Regions from separate parts of the Mus musculus genome. Here region 2 is linked to region 1. Evidence: chromatin contacts called from public HiChIP or PLAC-seq data. All regions are on one chromosome and are shown on one strand. Each heading gives the region's core, a stretch centred on a gene start, on an enhancer-like site or on the middle of the called end of the contact. The rest is flanking DNA. Distances are from core to core; before and after follow the strand shown.

Evidence for each region. HiChIP or PLAC-seq counts read pairs in DNA pulled down with a chosen protein or histone mark.
Region 2: a contact with region 1 is called in an H3K4me3 HiChIP or PLAC-seq map of intestinal crypt epithelium, with 10 read pairs. The contact joins the enhancer-like site here to the promoter of Wasl in region 1. A contact is called at or near these places in 2 of 39 promoter capture datasets (the 3T3-L1 cell line and trophoblast stem cells), 10 of 484 Hi-C or Micro-C datasets (the HL-1 cell line, cortical neurons, embryonic stem cells and 5 more) and 8 of 115 datasets of contacts at active chromatin or transcription factors (the 230-238 cell line, embryonic stem cells, intestinal crypt epithelium and 3 more).

The regions. Positions count from the first base shown.
Region 1 is chr6:24,663,389-24,666,601 of GRCm38.p6, reverse strand. It overlaps Wasl (WASP like actin nucleation promoting factor), which reads left to right and starts at 1,607. Exons shown (of 11, transcript NM_028459.2): 1 at 1,607-2,066. The coding sequence starts at 1,959.
Region 2 is chr6:24,706,283-24,709,602 of GRCm38.p6, reverse strand. No RefSeq gene overlaps it. Among named protein-coding and RNA genes, the nearest start is that of Hyal6, 25 kb to the left of the region's middle. Within about 2 kb of position 1,897, at least 36 of the 459 cell types and tissues checked have an H3K27ac peak or open chromatin away from gene starts, as enhancers often do. A contact at or near this core is called in the HL-1 cell line, intestinal crypt epithelium, intestinal villus epithelium and 4 more, where this site is marked.

The DNA.
Region 1 (3,213 bases), core at 358-2,857:
GTTCCACTATACTACCTCCATGAAACAGTGATTTTATTTTACAGATGAGGAACCTGAGACAGAGAAGCAATTCCCGGATGTATTTAAACAACCGTCTAACTGGAACTTCAACCTTGAACCAACCGCAGCCTATGTTTTTGGATAAGGAAGTGTTCGAGTTTGAAAATGTCAGGGCTGAAACATTTCTCAAGAACTTGTGATGATCTTGGCTGTCACCATGCTTTCAGTTGATAAGAGGTGCATTTTTAACAAATCATAAACTGACTCATCTTCCAGGTTTCTTAGCCCCACGGTTCAAACATTTCTTGTACTTCAAATGGTGCCTTTCACAAACCTACTATTTTAAAAAGTTTTGCCACTTTTAAAGATTATCTTTTCCGTTAACATTAACATAATTTGAGATATCCATATACTATGTGAGAACTCCTAAGAGTATATTCGCACATCCTCTGTTGTAGGCTTGCTCTTCATCACCCAATTTCATTATGTGCATTATAGGCAGCTTTACAGCTTTGTTTTCAGTTCGTCGGTAATAGTTTATCAATGTATTGAGAGCTATCAGAAATTTACCAGAGTTTGTCATAAAAGTTGAATATGCAACTGTTTAATTAGAACTAGGTAATTAGCAAACATCGTTAGTACAACTTATGTGATACGTTGTATGATTAATGTTAATAGTAGGATGTACATTTTATAGAATTCGCTGTAATCTGGTTTATCATCTCTATATTCCAATTTTTTTAAATTAAAGCTTTTTAGTTTTCAACCAATGATTTTATACTAACCTTTAATATTATGAAACACAGTAATGAATTCTCATTATTTACTTCTGCTGGGAATATTGCTCAGCTGGCTGAGTATGCACCAGGCCCTAGGTCCCTGCACCTAGAATACAGAGCCATGAAATTAACTCGTAAGGAAAAAAGAGGTAAGGTGTATTCCTACACGACATTCCCAAACGCGTGCATTCATCCTGAATTAAAGAGACAAGGTGCTTCCAACTTGAGATAGAGAAAGATTGAGAGGGGTAGTTTCCAATTCACAAGGCAAGGAAAAAACTACACACACCTATCCCACGAGATCCGCCAGGCGGGTGGTGGACGCCTTTTGCGATTCTGTTTTTGACATCTCTGAAGATGTCTATCCTGATCTTAGCAATGTCCCTCCACGCCCCGTTGGCGGCCGGGACTAAGATCCAGAAACCCGAGGCACCTGCGGCTCTGACCGAAACTACGCCGGCCGACCTTTCTCTCCAGCTAAACTAGATCTCCCTGACAGGCGGCCTGAGAGTCTCGCTTCGATGCCTAACAAACACTGGCTACGCGGACCCGACGCTCCGCAAAGGTGGGCGCTGCTGCAAGGGGGCGTCCGGCTCGGCAGTCAGTGTAGGAGACCCGCCAGCCCTGCCTCGCTCTGAGTCTGCGCACGCGCGCGGTGGTCATTGGTGGGGGCGACTAGCCTGCAACAAGACCTCAACCGGGATGAGCCTTGCCGCTTCCGGAAGGGGCGGGGCCTGGGTAGGACACGCCCCGGCACGCAGCAACCGAGGGGGTGTCCCGCCTTGCCGAGTTTCCGGCGCTCTCCCCCGCGTCCCGCGTCCCGTGGTCTCGCCCGCCCCCGCTGCCATGTTGGATTGTGCGGCTGCCGCCGCCGCCGCTGCCGCCGCCGCCGCCAGAGGACTGGAGGAGTAGGGAGTTTAGCGCAGCCGCCGGAGTGCTAGGACAACGACCATCCAGCCGGAGCTGAGCAGGGCGGGAGCCCGGAGCTTCCCTGTCGGCGCGCGGCCCGAGGGCGCCCGCCGTCATCTCCTTCCCTCGGCCTCCGCGCGCCGGAGGAGCGACGACGGGATGCTGCGGCTGTGACCGCCGGCTCGCGCCCCTGTCACCCAGAGTGGGACCCGAGTGCTCGCCCGCCGCCAGAAGTGACGACCCTGGACGCTCCACCCCACCGGCGACACCATGAGCTCGGGCCAGCAGCCCCCGCGGAGGGTCACCAACGTGGGCTCCCTGCTGCTCACCCCGCAAGAGAACGAGTCTCTCTTCTCCTTCCTCGGCAAGAAATGTGTGGTCAGTAGCCGAGACCCCCCTGTCGCCACCCCCCAACGTCTACTGGCGGGTTCGGGCTGGGGGGGAACGGGACTCAAGGGTAGGAGGGAGAAGGGGGGCAGGCTCGGCACGGCTGGGGTGCTGCTGCGGGCCAGGCCTCCAGCCTCCCGGGCCCTGGGGCTCCCCTCACCCAGCTCTCCGGGTGCAGGCCTGCCCGGCCCGGAGCCACCTCCCCCAGCTGCTGGAGAACAAGGGAGTGTCACCTCCATAGGCCTGCCCAGTAGCCCAGGTCCGCCGGGCCGGGCCGGGTCCGTGCCCTTGCTGCAGGTTCAAACTTTACTCTAGACCACAAGGGGATTTTGTTCGTGCATCAGCAGCTTAAGATCTCAGGACAGGATCCCAGCATTGGCCCTTGCTTCACTTCCCACTTCTGGATCTGGGTTATCTTCTTTAACAATGCTAGAGGTTTTAGGAATGAATAGATGGGGAAAGAAGCGAATTGGATTTTCGGTCCGCCTTAAGGATTCCGGGAGAGAATAAAGTGCAGTGCAGGTTCATGGACACTTAGGATCAGAGCAAGGGCAGGAAATGCGCCTGCTCCCAATTGCAAAAAACAAAAACAAAAAAACAAAAACGGGGTTTATTTCTCCAGCAGAAACTAGGCCTAGTTTCTGCTCTCCGCCCCACTGTGGGTTTTTCTTTTCCTCCCTGGCGTTGTGGGGTGGGGTGTAGGGTGCTGTTCGCTCCCAAGCCATGCGTAGGGAAGCGACAGTTTCTAATAGCTCACGGCCTTTGGGATCAAAAGTGGTTCTGAGTTTGGTGCTGTGAGGAGGCCCATTCCAACCCCAGATGGCGGATTGGGAGCAAGCAGTTCTGTGGGAAGGGGAATGGGTGTTATTGACGGAAGCATTCATTACGTTGGCTGCAGGCCTTTCTGGGGTGGGGAGGTTCTCTGGGTGAAGGCCTTATCTTGATCTTCCTGAGGTGACTGAGTTGAAAGGGGGATTGTTGGAATGCTAGCCGGCTCCCTTTCTGCCGTGTTTGCTAGCTCTCACAGAGCCTGTGCCTCTGGAACCCAGGAAACACCCAGAGAAGTTTCAGCCGAGCTGAACCATTTCATATCCTCCCTTGGCAATGTTGGAGATGTCAGAATCAGACTACACCTGCT
Region 2 (3,320 bases), core at 648-3,147, 43 kb before region 1:
TGTATGTGTGTAATATATTCTTCAGGAACCGAGGCAAAAGATCAAGTGTACAAAGAAATCCTTGGCTGCTCAGAGACATCTAGACCATCATGGGTTATAGGCACTATCAGATATAAAACAAAGTGTCAGTAATCGATGATTGGCTTTGAAACCAAGACGCTTACTGCCTGACTCTTCTTGGTCAAGGAATAGTCAAGTTTGGAGTATGACCATTGAGAAGCATATTCCAAAATTAAAATTTTAAATTCTGGTAGACTTTCCCTACCCCAGTGTATGGTTCCACACCCATATGCCTATGGGCAGCAGGAATTGGACTCAATGAATTATTTTTTAAAAGGGGGTGTGGGATATTAAGTTGGAAGAAAGAAATATTGGCATAGGCAGGAGAAGTTAAGATGGAGAAAAGGAATATGGATGGATATTATCAAGCTACATTGTACACATGTGTGGAAACGTCAAATAATAAGTTAAAATTCATTCAAAAAAGGTTTAAATGAGACCTGTCCCTGTTAAGGAGTATTGCAGGACAGAATTTCAGATCCTGGGATTAGGACTATTATGTAACTGCTTGTATACAAGAAAGCTTAGAAAAGGTAGGTGATTCTTGCAAGGATGGCTTTGTTTTGTCTTTTTATTTCTGTGCAAGCACTTGACTCTTTTGGAAACAAGGGACTGAAAGTTTTTGCTTTCTGGAGGATAACAGTCGGAGGCTGCACATACTGGCAACGTTTTCAGTTTAATCTACTGCACAGCACTTTGGTAGGTCAGCATTCTGTACTTCATGGCCCCACACTTTCATTCAGCTCAGAGGTCAAGAACCTACAAAGACCAAGGGGAGGCAGAGGTATGTTTGGGAAAGAGAAGTTGGACTCCTTGTTGCCTCAGTGAGATACTTTGCCCCACATTCTCTTGCAATCTTCAGATCATTATGATATAAGTATCATCGTTCCCATTTTAAAGATGGGGAAGCTAAGACTAAGGAGTTTATCCAGCTCAAGGTAGGTTAGCCATCAAATGCTAAATAAGTAGAAAATTGAATGCCAATCTTCTGAATTACAATTTACATATTGCCTACAATCCCATAAAATAGGCACTGTGGCTGTCTAATCCCAGTGAGAGGTTGTTTTGTTTTGTGCACTCTAAAAAAAAAACCAACACATTTAATATGTAATAGATGCTCACGCCACAACTGTTTAAGCGAATGATAGACTGAGAGTAAAGCACCCACTGGTTTGGACTAAGGAGAAGAACGCTTCCTTTCCTGAACTCAGGGAGTCGGGCATAATTAACAGCCTGCTAGTCGCCAGATTGGAGGATGTCACAGCTCGGGAGCTGCTGACTCCATTCTAAAGTATTTACAGCACTAAAGAATGATGGCCACATAACCCTGCCTTGCCACTGCGAGAGTTTCCTGGAAACATGGTCCTTATGTCCCATGGAGTTGGCAGCCACAGTGAAAACTGGCAAGAACAAATCAAGGCTCATTACAGAGTTAAGGTAAGTATATTCATTTGTAGCAAAATACACTCAACAAAAGCTCTTTAAAAGAATCCTCACTAAAGAAGTTTCTGGAACTCTGTGGTTTGTTTGTTTTTTTCCTTGACACAAAGTAACTCCACAGTAATCAGTTTTGAATGCTGACAGTCTTGTTTTCTTGTTGGTTTCCTATTTCCGACTGGTCTCTTTCCCTTCTTTAGCAAAATAGAAATATTCCAAAATAATCCTTTCCAGGGACTCTGTCAGCAGCTGTGAAACCTCGAAACTTCTGTTTTCCCCTGACCAGCCCTGTAGTGAGGTCACACTGAGGCCTGTGGCACATGTTCTAGTTGAGCCAAGTGAGTGGTGTCCCTGCTAGTGAAAAATGTAAGGTTCTATATGAGCCTCACAGCAAGGTATATAAGCCTAATTGTGATGTCACTGCTAGCTAAAATGTCTGCACTGGGGCCCTGGCTACCTTGTAGTTTGGACTAGGGCGTCTGACAACTTATTGTCATAAATAGCCTGAAATGAAAGCATTTTCTAAAGATAAACTTCAAAGAACTAAAACTACAGTAAAATTTCTTATTCTACTGATGAAAAGTAAATGATATTCAAAGGCCAGAACTGAATTTTTATTTAGAGAAATATCATGTTGCTATAATGTAAATGCACGAGCGTATACACACACACACACACACACACACACACTCCACAGAGTGGCCAAGTTTGTACTTGAGGAAGTTCTTGCTAAAATAGTTTATGAGACTCCTACTCCTTTTATTGAAAGGGTGTGTCCAAGGGCTGTTGCTCATGGTGGTGAGTCACTATTTCTCGGGTGCAGGGTTAGCACACCTAAGGAAGTTTCTCTTCAAGCTGTTAAAGGTTTTGCTGCCCTTTGTGTTATATCACGATGGACTGACTGCCTGCTATCTTATAGTCAGAGTAGTTAAAACCAGAGGTCAGATTTTAGTCTCCTTTTGTTTCTCTGTCTCCTTAACCTGCCCCCAGCAGCTCACGGCTTATCCACACTTATCTTAGGTTGCTGCTCTATACAGTTCTCTTCGTGAAGACACAAACACCTCAGTTAGCTGACATTTTAATTTTCTACAAGGCTTTTGTCACCTAGCATTCCCCTGAGAAAAAAATATTTCACAATGATCCTGGAGCTAGTAGAATAATCCCATCTCTGTGCCTTGGCATTGAATTTTAGCAGATGCAATGTTATTTTTGTTCGTTGGTTTTATTCTGTTTCTCACGATTGACTTTACCTAACCACAAAGGCCATGATGTGCAGACTCAGGAGACGGGGTCTCTGCCTCCTCTTCTCCTTCTTAGCCTCAAAGGCTTCTGTTATGGTATGCAATAGTATTCTTGCCAAAGGCCATGTATTTAAAGCTAGATTAGAATCAAAGTGATGAGATGGTGAGAGTGCTAGATACATCAATGAATCATCCATGAATTTCATTGGTGGATTCATAGCTGAATGGGCTACAATGAGGAGGTAGAGCTCAGAGGAAGAAGTAGATCACTGAGACATTCCTTTAAGGAATATAAATTGTCCCAAGCCACCCCCCCCCCACGCCTTATCCACCATTAGCTAACCCAGCTCTGCTCCATCAAGTGTCCCCACTATGGTTCTCTTTTACCTCATTTCCCAAATCAGTGGATCTCAGTGACTATGGCCCGAAACCATATGAACTGTGAGGCAAGCTTTCTTCCCCTTAAGCTTGTTTAATCCCAAATACTTAGTAGTCACAGTAATTCAGACTCAGGGACTGACACAGGCTCCTCACCATGTGGCTGGATTTTAGATGCTTGGAGTGTCCACCTGGTTAGCCAGG